Regions from separate parts of the Dromaius novaehollandiae genome. Here region 2 is linked to region 1. Evidence: chromatin contacts called from public Hi-C data. All regions are on one chromosome and are shown on one strand. Each heading gives the region's core, a stretch centred on a gene start, on an enhancer-like site or on the middle of the called end of the contact. The rest is flanking DNA. Distances are from core to core; before and after follow the strand shown.

Region 1 (7,527 bases), core at 3,011-5,510:
AAGTGAGTGCCGCTATTCCTGCCTGGTACAGCAGGGCAGGAGAGGGTCAGAGCCAGGTAGGGTACCAAGTCCTTATTCCGGCAGAGCTTGCCCCATGGGAGTCACCCCGGCGATGGGGTTGTGCGATAGTCTGGGAGCCTCCACTGCCCTGCCTGCCAGGGGCATGGGCAGCTCTGGCTCCAAGCGTTGCCCTCCGGAGCATCCCACCCTCGGGCCCCGGGAGCAAGCTAGCCCCAGCCTGGGCAAACACCACCTTAAAGAGCCTCCTTGGGCAGGGTGCTTTGGAAATAGTAAAAGCCTTTCAAAGAAGGGGACAGTCCATCTACACGGTGGCCTTTGAAATCTTAATTATGCCTCCATCTTAAGTGTGGACTTCAAACTCGCTGGGCTGGTCTCCTGGCTGAGCAAATATTTTTGGTGTCTCCAGGTACCGTGTCAGGAGGTGGAGGGCTTTGCGGTCGTGTCAGTTCCTCGCTGGAGTAGAGCGAGGGGTGGGATAGAGCTCTTAAAATGCCCTTCAAGGAAATGCGGTGTTTAGGGAGGACTTTTGCTGTCTCTGCTCAGAGTGAACTCTTCTTTTGCAGGGAGAAGAGACATGGTGGCAGGTAAATAAAGAAGGGACCTTGAAGGCAAGGACGTTTATAGCATTAGCTAAATCACATATGGCCCGATCCTCCTTAAGCATAAGCTGGAGCCAGCAGGTTGATGCTGATTTATGACTGCAGTGGAGCTGCCCCATATTCTGCACTACTTTGAGAGGTTTAACTTTTAAAATACCTCTGGGAACTTTGACTGACTTTCAGATGCCCCCTTGGTGCCCCCACCATCCAGAAATAGAAGGGAATCACTTAAGGTGCAAGCAAACAACACTAGTGCTTTGGAGCGGAGCCCTGCTGCCTCGCCTGCATCGGCAGAGCTCCCCAGTTCTCCTGCTCTGAGTTTTGGGTTTTTTGTTTTGTTTTTTTCCTGTATACTCACTTCTTGCTTTTATACATTCTGGATCATATTTGAAGCTATACTGTGTCTTTTTTTCCTAATGTTTCTGATCATTGCTGCCAATAAAGATGGTCACCAGAAGCCAGGATATGCTGGTCTTCCTCATGCTGGTTGTGTTGTGATGGGAAAATGCTGGGGCAAAAAAAGAGTTAGACGGTGATTTTTGAGTTCATCTGTGTCAGCCTTGCGCAGCCGCGTCCTCTCTGACCTAGTTTTCCAAGCTTTCCCTAGGGCATTAGATTTGATCCTGATTTGTGGCTGGTAATGTCTTGTCTTCAGACTCTATTTGGTGGCTCCCAGGGCCTCGTACCTCTCTCCCTAGTGACAGTTTTATGCAGATGTAAATCTAGGGTCTCTGCTGGCATCGCTCCTGCTTTACCCTGGCCCTCAGCTCCTGACAGCTGGTTTTCTCCCTGAATTACTGCACTTGACACATCACCGTAGGTGTTATGCATTGTCACAAAATTAATTTTCCTCCTGAGAGCCCTCAGTGATTTCAGGTGAACTTCTTTGCAGTTGTGGCTCTGGCTTGTTGGAAGATTCATGGTGCTGAGGTAGCTTGGACCCTGGGGATGGGAACCAAGCCTGGTGTGGGAGATGATCCTTTCGTCCTTTTCCTCCTTTTATAATAACTGGATTTCCAGGAAATTTTAGTCAGGTGTAGGTGACACATGGAAAACAGCAGTCTCTCCAGATGTGGGTCGGACCTTATTCAAATGCTCATGTTTTAGCAAAAGCCCCTCTCCAACGTCTGCTTTTATCTTCCTGCTGTTGAGCCCTCTCTCCTTGAGCATGGAAGAGTGTGAAACTATGGGGCTGTGATCCTTCTTCCAGCAGGATGGGGGGCTGGAGAAGCTATCACAGCATCAGAAGCAACCGCTGTTGGCAGCCCTCTCTCTTCTGGGCTGAGTTTGGATCAGGGTTGTCTTGCAGCAGTTGTGTGATGCCGAATGTATCCGTAATCGGGACCCAGCAGCGATGGGGCTGGACCTGCAAAAGGTGACTGTGGGAGAGAGGGAGGCTGTGCAGGAGAAGGGGACGCTTCTGCAAGAGAGGGTTCACGGCCAAAACCGGTCTGAGTTCAAAGAGCTGTGGCCTTGGGTCATTTTTGCAGCAATCTGGGGATGAAAATGGTGAATGATGGAGGTTCCTAAATCACACTAGCCATGGGCCATGAAAAGCAAAGAGATTTGGTCACAAGCATCCAGATTTCAAGACACTTCTATGGCTAGTGCTCTAAAAGGAGGTGGGCTCTGCTTCAAGTCATCTGAAAACTGTGTCTTAGCTGCTCAGTCACTTAGTGCTTGGCATATTTTTATCCTGGGACTTGATAAAAGTTTGATTGTTCCAGGAGAAACATGAGTATGGTGAAATACACAGAGAATAATGCATTATTTTCTTATAGGTGGAGTTTAATTAGCCTTAGTAAAGTGCATTTGATAGCATTTTAGGCAGTACCTTAATGGCCACCAAACCCTGGTGACCAGTACTGTTGTTCCTGATGATATTATTGCAACAATCTTTTCTGAAAGTGGTTTTCAAATGAAATGATATTTGTATAATTGCTATGAAGACCTGCTGCACCTGCACTTCTAGCAAGAACATTTAGTACTCTATATGTATCTTAAATCATGCTTACTCTCCTCTGAAGTTTCTGCTTCTCCGCAGAGGGGAGCCCTCTTTCTGGTGCTCCTTGTTTTTTGTGTTTTCTAGAGTACTGGGGAGAGATGCAATAGACCTTATAGATGTTTTAGACATGTAGATGTAGACATTTTACTGCCAGGTCCACTCAGAGCTCCTGAGACTGCTCGTTGGTGTGAAAAGCCTGGAGGGCACGTGTGGGTGAGAACTGCTGAACCATTTACTGCAGGCTTGCTCTGGGAGAAACGGCTGAGCATCCCCTGCCAGGTGCCACAAGCTCTGGTGATGTCCATGGGAGCTGAGGACATTCAGACCACATCCTGCTCCTCTGTGGGTAGTGGAGCACCATTCCTTGACTTGTTTTGGGGTGAGTCTGGGTCCCCTGTGACACTTTATCTGTGGCATGAAGGTGGCCCTTGGTGTCTTTGCTGAGGGCTGCTCGCAGGGAGCGGATAGCCGTTCTTGTGCAAGGCCTCAATGGAAAAAAAAATGCTGTTAATTGGCTGCTGGGATGGCGGTACCCGCAGCGCAGTGTGTCCCTGTGCTCCCCAAAGTGGATCTGCCCTAATCTCGTTAAAAGCTCATCAGTGTTTCCTACGTGTCTCTCCCGCAGACGGGGCTGCAGCACTCGGCAGCCAAGCCAGGGCCTGATACGTGTCCGCTTGGTTTTCAGAAGAAAGCAGAGGTCAGCTAAGGAGGTGGGAGAAACCCCCAGGCAGGAGCTTGGGAAGTCATGTGGAAGGACTGTACTTTTGTGTAACATGATGCTGGGAGAGAGGGTTTAAATTAGCCCCAAAAATGAAGCTCCCGACAGGACCCAATCCATGGGCTGTAGCACTGAAAGGAATTTGTTTCCCCCAACCCCCCGTGCTTATTAGGGGGTGGTGACTCCCTCTGCTTCGAGGGTGCTCATCCCCTGTGGCCAAAGGTTTCCGGGGCTGAGATCCTGGCTGAGCCTCGTGTATTTGAGAACCGAAATGGGGGAGCCCTGGGGAGTCCCTCCACTAAAGTCAATGGAGTAACTGGAATATAAAGAGAATCAAGCTCTCCCCCGCCCCGTCCCCGTCCTTTTGCTCTCCTGCCAGTACAGGAGACAACACCTGCCTCTCTGCACGGCAGCGTTTCCTCTGTGCCGCTGCGTGATCTCGAGGGAAGGATGGGTAACTCATGCAGCTGGTGCACTGACTCACTCCTGTCCCCAGGAGCAGAGCAAAGAGCTGGCAGTGACTCCGAGACGGCAGGATGCAGCCTCGTTGCTGCTCCTGGTCCCCCCAGGGCATTCAGGACCTGCGCAGAGCGCCAGGGGAAATAATAATAGAACAGGAGCACGTATCCTTCCAGCACATCCAGTTTTCTTGCAGCATCTATTGTGCAAATGAGTCACAAAACGGCTTTCAGAGTATGGACGTTAGTGCTTGCACATGCCGTGCCCTGCAGAGTTACGCAGCTGGGATCAGGAGAGTTTTGGAGAAAAAAGTTACTAACCTGTAAACTGGGTTTGCAAATCCTGAGCTAAAACAAAGAGCACCATCTCCTGGCAGCAAGGAATAGCTGGCACTTCTGCCAGGAATGCACGCTCAATAAAGTTTTGCTGCAAGCAGCTTGCTGCTGTGCACGTCCAACGCATAGCATCTGGAGGTGGGAGAGCTCTGGGCTGACGTCTGGCTCTGGCTATTGAGAACGGCTGATCGAAGGGAGATGCTGAGAGCTTATTTAACGGTGTTATCCAGCAGTGCAACAGTGCCTGCATTTGGTGTGGAGACAGATGGGCTTTTAGGATTTGGGGTTTCAGGCTCCATTCGAATCACACAGGTGTGTGAGTACTTCTGAGGTTTGCCCAGGCACTGCAGTATCTGGGGCTAGAAAGCTCATGGAGAAGGTCTTGTAAAATCAAGAGTGTGATTCCCAAGTGGTACACCTATATATCCCCAGTGTTACCCAGCCTACTTCAGAGTGGTGTGTGATTTGGCATGGGGCTCAGAGATGCCTCTGCCACCTACGCTGACTGCCCTCACCACTGCTAGCAGCAGCACCTGCAAAGGGAGTGTGGAAATGTCCAGGGCTTTCCTGAGGTTTGACGTGGGACTGAAACCTAGCGGAGAGGGAGAAACAGCTTGGTCTGAATCTAAGAAGACCAGCTGTGTTTTGAATTGGAGATAGCCTTGGGACTGCTGGTACACCTTCGTCGGGGGGAGGTAGGGTGCAATAAGGAAATATAGAAAAGTGATAAATATTGGATTGCTGTATAAAAAGACTACAACTGAGAGGACAGTGAGAAGTAATGTAATGCAAGTTAAAAATGAAGGTAACTGGCATAGTAAACTCAGAAAAAAAAAATTGTACAGTTGATCAAAAGAATAGGAAAAGCCTTTTTGTCCTTTTTTTTCCCTGCCTTTTTCCTCCTCCCCCACCCCCATTTTTAAGGATATGTTAGGAATAGAAAGAAGCCAAGGGCAAGTATAGGCTTGTTGCTACTGCCAGATGCTAAAATTGTCAGGTCGGTGCATAAAAGGCAGAACTCTCTAATAGCTATTTGTGTTGTGTACTTGCAAGGAAGCAGGAAGATGTATCTGTCTGATAGGAGGCTGTGGATGAGCCATAAAAATGATGGAGTGGCTGAGGCGTAAGCCTGCTCATGCGGGGCTGGGAAATGCAATCTGTGCTGGTAGTCGGAGAGGAGACCGAGGCGTGACTTGCTGCCTGTGCGCAGATGCGTACACGGGGACAAGGACCCCGAGCAAAGAGGACTTTTCTGTGTGCTGAGGGACACAATAGGAGCCCGCAACTGGGAGCTGGAGTTGGACACTGTCAACCTTGAAATGACTTTCTAGATGAAAGGGTAATTAAACACTAAAAAGCTTGGTATGCCACTCAACTATCTCCTTGAACCTTTAGGGCAATACTGGGGTATGTTTTTAGAAGACAAGCTTTAGCCTAATCACCTGTAGGGAAGTCCACTGTGTATCCCTGAGCTTTTTAGTGCATTCTGGAGTCCTGGATCATACCAAAGTTGCTGTGTTGAAAAAAGCTCTTCACTTAGTTTTGGCCTCTTTTTATTACCTGGAACATCTGGTTGACACCTAAAGGGCTGAGGTGCTCCAGGTGCTGTGACCTGGGCATCATACGTGGCTTGCGAGACCCTCCCGCATGGCTTGGGGACCATCAGAACAAGAGCTTGTTCGTGGTGCTTGTTGGCTCGTTATTGCTCCAGGACCACAAATTACCAAAGACTGGGGACTGCCCCACGAGGATGAGGTGGACCTTGTTGCAGGGAGCCCATGATCAGTGTGGATAAGGCAGCTACGGCCGAGAGGGGAGGGAGCTGCGAGCACCCTGCTCCTGGGAGTAACGGCACTGGGCAGCGGGTGAGGGCTCCCGAGCTGCCAGATCCAGAGCAAAAGCAGAGCCAGCTATTTTAAAGACCTACAGGAATTTGCTGGAAGAGGCTTACTCATGCTATTCTGCTTTTCCCCAAAAAGGTCGTCAAAACCTTGATTCCTCAAATTGCACCAGAGATCAGTCTGCTTCCAAATACAGCTCCAGGCTGTAAAAATAGCATTATCTAATTAAAGATTAGTGCCCCCTCTCCTCTTTTAAAAAGTTAATAATTCTGAATGAGTCACTGGCGTATGGTAAATGCTGAACCTCACGTTGCTGGGTTGACAGCTGTTATACGGAACCGAAATTTCGTGTCCTTCTGTGTCAGTCTGTCTGTGCTATTGAAGGTCATCACAGTTGTATGTGAAGACCTCTAGATAAAAACAGACACGTTAACATGGATACTGGTTATTTTATTCGTGTGACTGTAATATGTTAAACACATGGACTATTCTGGGGTAATCGGTGAAGAAGACTGGATGTACTCTAGTTTGAAAAAAAAATCAGTTTTGTTTAAATTAACTGTTTTTCTCATCTATTATCCTCAGCTAGTTTTTAGTTTCCTATTCCAGAATGTTGGAACACTTCATCTTTCATTGATCCAAACCGGACATTAGTTGCCTTTCTTAAAATAAGAGTTGCTCTGTGTGGAAACGATGATTTCTAAACTATATCATGTGCCAGTTGCTGATTTGCTCTAAATCTAGCCCTGTAGGGAGGATTTTTAGAGCATTTGGTTACTTATTCAGAGGAGACAAAACAGTCATTTTCAAAAAGAATTTTTTCTTTACAATTGATGAAAACACATGTAACGTATTGAGAATCTCAGCTGTGCTCTAAATGTTTGAATCGGACCCATTACTGCTTAGCTGTTTGCAGGAAGTGAAATTATTTCCCGAGGGCTCGTGTTACACGAAAGCAGGAGTGCTGCTCTCAGGCAGTGAATAGGTTTGCTTTACCTGAATTGGCAGGCAAGTTTTTGGGCACGTTTGAGGAAAATCCAGATAAAACCCTTTGAAACAAGGCTAAATTCAGACCTGATACTGCCATCAATTACCGATGCTATTCAAGGCTTCTCCTTCCCACGGATATTGAACTAAATAAACCTGAAGTCGGCGAGTGTACTGCTTAATATCGCTAGGCTCTGAATACACCATTCTTCAGCAAAGTCCTGCTCAGCTAATATAGGTTTTTCTTTCTCTAATAGCCAGGCTAATAGTTCATATACTCACACTTCCTAAATAAGAGGCGCTTTTACTGACGGTTTTAAATCAACCCCTATGGAAATATGGAGTTGCATTAAATCCTGGTAATTAGCCATTTTGAGCTGTCTTCAGCGTTTTTCGCTCTGCAGTTGTCTCAAGGGTTAGGATCCCTCCCTGCTCGCACATGCGTGTACATGCACCTTCGTGCACCCTGCAACTCTGTCATCCCCCGCTGAACCTCGGTAGGAAATGTGTTTTCTGATCTCACCATTTTTTGCAAAAACACTGGAGAAAAAAAAAAAAAAAG
Region 2 (7,527 bases), core at 1,441-3,940, 84 kb before region 1:
AAAAATCTTTTCCTGCTCAGGGATCATAGAGGTCTTAGAAAATTAATGATTTAATTAACACTGTATATGCAGAAAACTTTAATTTCCAAATAATGTTTCAGCCTTAATTCTTGTGTACTGGAATTTAAAATTGTCTCTCTTGTTCAATAATTCTAAAAAAGAGTCCCACTTGTTAGATACCTTTAGGTACCATACTATTAATATACTATACATTATACAGATTGGAAGGAAATAAATCATAAGAAGGACACCAGACTCACTTCTATATTCTTGATCAGGTTATTATTCAACCAAACTACATTCAGCTTTGTTAGGGCTTCTAGATTTTCAATCTGGGAAATTTCATTGCAATAAAGGTAAAGCTTTTCCAAATTTACACATTTTTCTAGACCGTCTATTTTCTGCAATAGAAGGAGAGGTATTAATTTGCTGCACTGAACAACAAAAAGTCACTCTTTTTATCCATATGCCATCAACTTGCACAGAAAATAGTAAGGTAGCTCCAAATAATTTGAGACCACAGCCACTGAGCAGAATTCTGCTGACTTAGAAACCCTTTCAATTAAGCCCTCAAAGAAAAAGTAATAGAAGCTACAATGTTTCATGATAAATTATGTGTTTTATGTACAGTATTATTTTCACTGAAATATCTTCATCATAATCAGCTTTCTGAAAAAGGTTTCAATGAAATTATTGTAGTTTCAAAAAACATTCTTTCTAATGAAAGAGAAAAAAAAACAACTACAGAGTCCAAAATACAAAAACCTGTAATGTGTAACAGAGGTAATTTTCATCCATGCCTATAATGAGATCTTTGGATACATCAGTAAAGAAGTGCCAGATCCTCACTCCCTCGAATAGCGCCTTGTTCTTTGAACAGATGAAGAAATGCTCATGGAAGAATATGATAATCATTTTAAGGGGCTAAAGTTGGCTAAAGCTGGCTAGAAATAAAATTCATAGTTAACTTACCACTAAACAGCATTCAGCAATCCACAGCTCTCTGAGTAACAGGCAATGCTCCAGGTCTGAAATCTTTTGAATCCTTTGCCCAACAAGAGTGAGTGTGGTCAAATTTGGGAAATATTTCAAGCCTACCATTTTGGGATAACCTGAGAAAAACATCTCCAGTGCTGTTGTTTTTAGTCCCTCTTGATCAACTTTCTCATAAGACAATCCATTACATGTGCACTGGAAATGAAAGGCAACTATTATTCATTTTACATCCATGTTTTAAAAAATACATTATGAAGCAGAATGTCTGACCGTCATTAGAGTCAACTGCTTAAAATCAACTGTGTCTTTTAAAATTTGCTCTGCTCTAAGATGTATTTGCAATTTTGGCCACATTCAGTATATGATGGTTACACAGCTTTCTTCTGCTTACAAAAATAATCACAATTATTGCACGAGTACTTCAAATCAAACCTCAAAATGCACCTTGAATTTAAAACAAAATAATTTTCAGTCATGCTAACTTTAATGAAAACTAAAAACCACCAAAAATGTATAACTAGTATATGTGTGTGTATATGTGCATATACACACACACATATGTGTATGAAAGGGGACAGTGTGCTCTGTCAGTCTTGTAGCGCTTCACTTCTGAAGTGGTTGTATTAAGTAAATATAATAATATAAGCTTTTGGCCAGGAAAAAATAAAAGATGACATGGAATTTCATTAAAGGTGAGATTCAGCTTAAGATTACAACACAAAACATCAGGTATCTACACCCGTGCCCTTTATCAAAGCTCTCATTTTAGTCAACATGAGATCTAACCAATACAGCCAAGGGATCCTGGAAAGCCATTCTGATGTCCAGACAGTACATGTTTACAGTAAGTTGACTCATTCTATATTGGCTAAGGATGGGAGTCAGTTGGCTGCACAGTGTATCCAGTGCTATTTCAGATGCTTTAGGGTATCCTGCAACTGCTGTTCCAGAAGAGTGCAGTCTCCTACACATCCTTTGTAATATCTCCCAGCCCTGTGTGGTGTCTTAGATATCTTGAGGCAGCTAAAATGGCACTGGACAGCTATATCTGTGCAACTGAATTGTATCATAGATTTCTGTTGACTACAATGAGGGCTGAAAAACCAAACGCATATGTAGACAACTATCGGTAGACACCTAAATTAAGATGCCTTACTCTGGAGTTGAACACCATTTTAAAATTCTAAAGACTTCATACTAGGCAAAGTTTTTATCATCTTAGTTAGCCACCCGATTCTGCTCACAACTATGCAATGCCTATGCAAAACATATGAGTGAGTCAAAACTACATGATTTACTTTGATCAAATTTATATCAAAAAAACCCTTATTTTTGTTTCAATATATGAATATTCTGCAAGGTACACCACAAGAAGCAGATACAAAGGGTGAATGGTACCTTAAAATCCTCTTTGAATACAGGTATCTCTCTCCGGAGAGAGTTGCATTTCTGCATCTTAACTACTAGTATGTTTCCATAGCTCTGAAACCTTTAGACCATCATAAACCATTATTAATGCATGCCTTATACCACCTCCAGGATATTCCAGAATAACTAATGTTCTAGCAAACACATACTGATATTTATAAAAGTATTAAAAGTCAGAGAAAATTAAAAACAAATATGAATGAAAAGCTTACCAGCTCCTTAATTATTTCCTCAAGGTTCTGGTCTTGGTTATCACTTTGCATCATCTCTTGTGTTCTCCGTAGTGATTATGCATTTCTTAGTATTTTCTTATAAAAAGGATAGTATAATTATCAGCTGTGTATCCACCCACATAAGTCATAGGAGTTCCAAGCAGTTTGAAAGGAAGATCGAAACTCCTAACAGACTTAGTTCCAAAATCTGTATTTCTCTCTGAATCACGGTGGTGATCACAAAGGAAGAAAATTGAAGATGTCAGGAATATTTAGACTGATTACTTTTTTAACCAATATTTTTATATTCTGAAAGTCTAGAAAGTACTACAGGATAAGCTATTTGCACCACTCCCAGAAGGAAAGATGATGAATAGCACCCACTTATCCCTGTATTGGGTTCAGTAAGTTGTATTTGCACAAAGAACAGAGGTGCAGTATCAATGAACAAATCATTTATAATTCACCAAAAATAATCCTCAGTAAAAGCCTATCTGCATATAGGAAAATATGTCAAAATTCTCTGTACATAATTGAGAGTTGTAACACCTTTGTTACAGTGCTTTTAAAGTAACCACGCAGCTGCTATGATTTATCTTTAGCATTAACAACCTCTTATTAGTATGATCGAGGCAGCTTCTTTCTCCCTCTGAAAGCATTGACACAGTATATTAACCACAGTATGCACAAACTAAACCCAGAAGATCACTTTAGTCACTCTTAATATACCACCACATCACTGCTGTCTTTGAATCCCTGCCACAGCATTTAATGACACACAGCTCCTCTAGCCAGTAATTTAGGACAGGAAACAAAGAATATTTTATCCAGTTACAACAGCTGAGGGAATTACATTAGATGGGAATTAGCTTTTGGGTGGAGGCCGGTTCCTCTAACAGGAGCAGAAGGAAGCAGTTATTTTTTCCGCCACATTCAAAAGACAGCTAATAGCATGGCTTTGCAAGCGTTGCTCCCAGAGCCCTGGCTGTACAGGTAACTTCCACATAATGTAGACCCACGTACTAGTGGCATGTGTTTTGCCCGCTCCTGCCAAGGGTGGATGCCTGCCCCAGGGTGCCTGGCAGGGGCTGGCAGAGGGTGAGGAGGGAAGTGCACCTCACCACAAAGCGGGGCACCTGCGACACCCCAGGCCCCAATCTGCCCTTCGAGGGCACTGAAGCTCAGTGGGCTGCCCTGTAGGCGGACAGGAGTAGGCAATGGGACCAGGACAACCCAGAAGAGGGACAGGCGGAGGATGCCACATCAGGAACCAGGCCGGGCCCCGATCCCCTCAGGGGATCCACGTACCCAACACCCAGGCCCGGGCCCATTGCCCAGAGCACCACCGCCTGCTCACGTCGCCTAGACGACCACCTCGCCCCTCCCACCGGTGGGGCGGTAGCCAACCAGAGGCGAGACGGTGACGCGACAGGATGGGGGGCGGGGCTGAGGAAATGGCGGTTACCTCAGCGAGGGGCGGGGCCGGTGAAAAGCTGGCAGAGTTGGCTCCGCCCCTCCTGCCTGCGCACGCGCACAGCTGCAGCGCGCCCTCCTTCCTGCGCACGCACAGCGCGACCCGTGGCGACGTGAGCCGTCCCCTAGAGGGCGCGCGGCGGCGGTGGCACCACCACCACGAGGCGCGTTGAGGCCTCCTGCGCGCGCGCACCCGCCCAACGGCTGTTTGCCCCCCCCCCGCCCCGTCGGCAGCCCTCACAGAGCGTTTCCTGGCCCTGGGGCTGCCCGGTTGCCCCAGGTCACCCAGGGAAAGGGGCCAGAAGCAGCTGCTCCTTCTGCCCCTTTCACCGTGCTGGGCCAGGGCGCAATGTGCACCAGGCCTTCCCCAGCGCATCCACCTCTGCGATGATGATTTAAGTTCAGCTGCAATGACTTTTTTGCTTTGCTGTCGTCTGGGCAGCGGAGTGTGGCCACTAAGCTGGTTTGCCAAATGTCAGAAAAAAAGGGTTAAAGAGTTTTATTCTGCCCCATGTCTCTCCCAGAGTTGGGGAGGGTGTTGTGTTCGTGCAGTGGTTTATCTTGACACGGCGATGGAAACTGCCAAGCTGCAGCACGGAAGCTTTACTGTGGCTTAGTTTAAATCAATTAGGAATGTGAGTGTGAGATAAAATGGGCCGCCCTTAAACCAAAAGGGCTGCGTTCACTGATCCGTTCACGCTGGATTAATTTTATCAATTTAAGAACAATTATAATTAATTCACTAAATTTATTTTTTTTGCATGCGCTGAGACTGGTTGACATTTTTCAATGGCAGTATTTCTCAGCAGAAAATTGGATTTCTGCTGAAACAAAGGTCATTAAAGATGTCAGGTTTGTGAGTTAAGGAGGTTAATTTGATTAATATTTGCAAGGGTCTCTGTTAAAGTCTTTGTTTTATGTTTGTTACTGTTTTTCATGGAGGGGGAGAAAATTGCTCAAGCAGCTTTTGTAGTTCTAGGAAGGCTGATAAACCTTTTGGTAGCTCTTTACTTGCATTGTTTCTTCATGTCACCAGATGTCCCTCCAATTCCACATAAGGCAGGCAGCTTCCACCCATTTCTGCATTGTAAAAGACGTTCCAGCTGGGTCTTATTTTTCCCGGTCTACAGGTGCAAATTTTCACTTACTCGGAGACAAAAAATACAAATCTCTTTTAGCAGAAGTTTGTAACAAGGCAAATCTAGGTATCAAATTTGCCCCCCCAGATTAACATATAACAAATACACAGTGGAACAATTTTAAATTAAAAAGGGGATGTTAACGCCCCGAAAACAGTACAGCTTTCAAATTCAAGGAAAAAAACCAAAACAATCATCCACTTTTATGATTGTTTCCTTTCCAGAGAAGTTTATATGTAGCTTTGCTTAAGTGGAGTGTATTCCCTTCCCATGTTCTGCCTTTATATTGGATTCTGGAAGAAAGAAAGTCTTGTTTAGCAAATGACTCTTTTTCTTTCATATCCCATTGACAAAGAATCATAAGGGCAACCCTCTCTGTACATTGTGTCTAGGCCAATTGATACCATTTTGTGATCTGCTTAGTATTTTTAAAGCAGTAACTGAATGATCAAGCATTAAAACTGGACATTTCATGCAAATCCAGATATTCATTGGTATAAACAGCAGCAAAATGCAATTGCTTTTGTTTCTGAGCGTGTAGCTGAGTGACTCATTTTGGCAGAGTGAGTGAAGGCAAATGATCTAATTTGGATATAGGAACTACTGTTTGACTGAGAAGCACTCTTCTCTAACCAGAAGGAAATTATTATGAGAATCATCATCTTTGTGAAACACCGTCAGTCCTTTCTAGGTGACTCAGTCATCTCAGGGTGACCTGCTCTGGCTGCCTAAAATCTGTATGCATAATATCCCTAATCTCTGCAACTGCAGCAAACATGCAGGGTAGCATTACAATGTTAATCATGAGCACAGCTCATTAAGACCTAGATAATGTTACTGCTAGATAATTTTGTGTTGGTTTATAAAGCTGTTAAAACATATAATATTTGCATATATAGTATTTTCAAAGTGTCTGGCAGCAGTTGCTAGATTTCTCTTTTAATGCAAAGGATTTTCAAACTTATCTCAGACAGACTGAATTAATCATTTCAAGTGTGTTATCTTTCACCTTCTGCTATGGCACATTCTGCTCTAATTCTGCTAAAGCCTTTCAGTATAATTTGAAACCATTTCATAGCACAGTTAAAGCAACTGTTTAAGTGCTGATGGTGCTTTACTGCTGCATATTTACTTTTGAAACTGCCCTTGCTGTAGTTTTGCTGAGCACCAGAGAAACTTTTGAAGCTGGTGTTCATCAGATTCTCATGGGTCACTGTGCATCATGGACATGCATTTCTGCCTCTGTCTTTTATTGCTGTTGGTATTTTTATGGGGTGGTAGACGATTTGTTTTCACTGAGAATGCGAAGCAGTCATCATTAAATTTGTTTCTAGAAAGGTCTTCAGCCTTAAAATAATACTGTTTGTAATCTGTGTGTAGCTCTGGCTGCTCCTGCTATGTATCACTGGAGTATTTCTGACTTCCACTGTGTTGTTTCATAATCCAAGTGGTTCCAGTATCAGCTCTGCAAACCAGTGTATATTTAGATGAAATGTCAGATTAAGTGGCTAGAAGCAGTGATGCTAGGCCTTGTATAAATATTTAAAATAGATTACATTTTTAGAAACTAGGCTCTTCAGCCGTATCGTTAATAAAACTGTAAGCACTTAAACTCACTTTAGTATGAGGTAAGATATATGAGGTAATTTTTGGTTTGTTTTGTCTAATTTTAGCAGTCATTTTGATGGCAATGACTTTCAAAGTATTTAAAATACTAGGTTTCTCATTAAGTCTTTAGGAAATTTCACCCTTTCAGCTGTGATAGACAGCAGGTAGGTTAGGGGGATAAGCACTGACAGTAGTTGGAAAAACAGAGCTAGTTATATTCTTGTTTCCAGCTAATACTGCAGTCTTGACTCCCAGGGCCATCACAAAGAGTAGTGCTGAAACAAGACTGAGGAAGGCTTCTAGGGTTTGGCCCAGTAGTGGTGATGCAGTAACTGCATCACGGGTTGCATATAACTGGGTCACACATAGCACATAGCTGGGTCACGACAGTTCCATGACCCCGAGTACGAGTGTGGAGTGGGGAGAAGACCACTTGCTTGCTTTTGGCACTGCTGTTCATGGGTGTTATTTGGGGACCATTCTGGCATGTATCCTACAGCTTGACCCGTAGCTTAGAATGGGATAAAAGTGTGTTGTCTCAGTGTGTCACTAGAGATAGGCAATGGTCACAGTGCACTTTAAATGCATATACATATTTATTTACAATAATAATATTTATTAGTATAATAACCATTAGAATAATGAATATAATAATGTTTATTATTTTTATC

The links. A called contact is a pair of places that touch in the nucleus more often than the background predicts.
Region 2: a contact with region 1 is called in a Hi-C map of liver, with 3 times the contacts expected there. The contact joins the promoter of LRRC9 here to the enhancer-like site in region 1. A contact is called at or near these places in 2 of 4 Hi-C or Micro-C datasets (brain and liver).

The regions. Positions count from the first base shown.
Region 1 is chr5:7,168,709-7,176,235 of bDroNov1.hap1, reverse strand. The region is part of intron 1 of RTN1 (reticulon 1); the gene reads left to right. Among named protein-coding and RNA genes, the nearest start is that of RTN1, 56 kb to the left of the region's middle. Within about 2 kb of position 4,260, at least 2 of the 2 cell types and tissues checked have open chromatin away from gene starts, as enhancers often do.
Region 2 is chr5:7,250,965-7,258,491 of bDroNov1.hap1, reverse strand. LRRC9 (leucine rich repeat containing 9) reads right to left here and starts at 2,690. Exons shown (of 31, transcript XM_064513512.1): 1 at 2,637-2,690; 2 at 973-1,191; 3 at 261-401. The coding sequence starts at 2,690.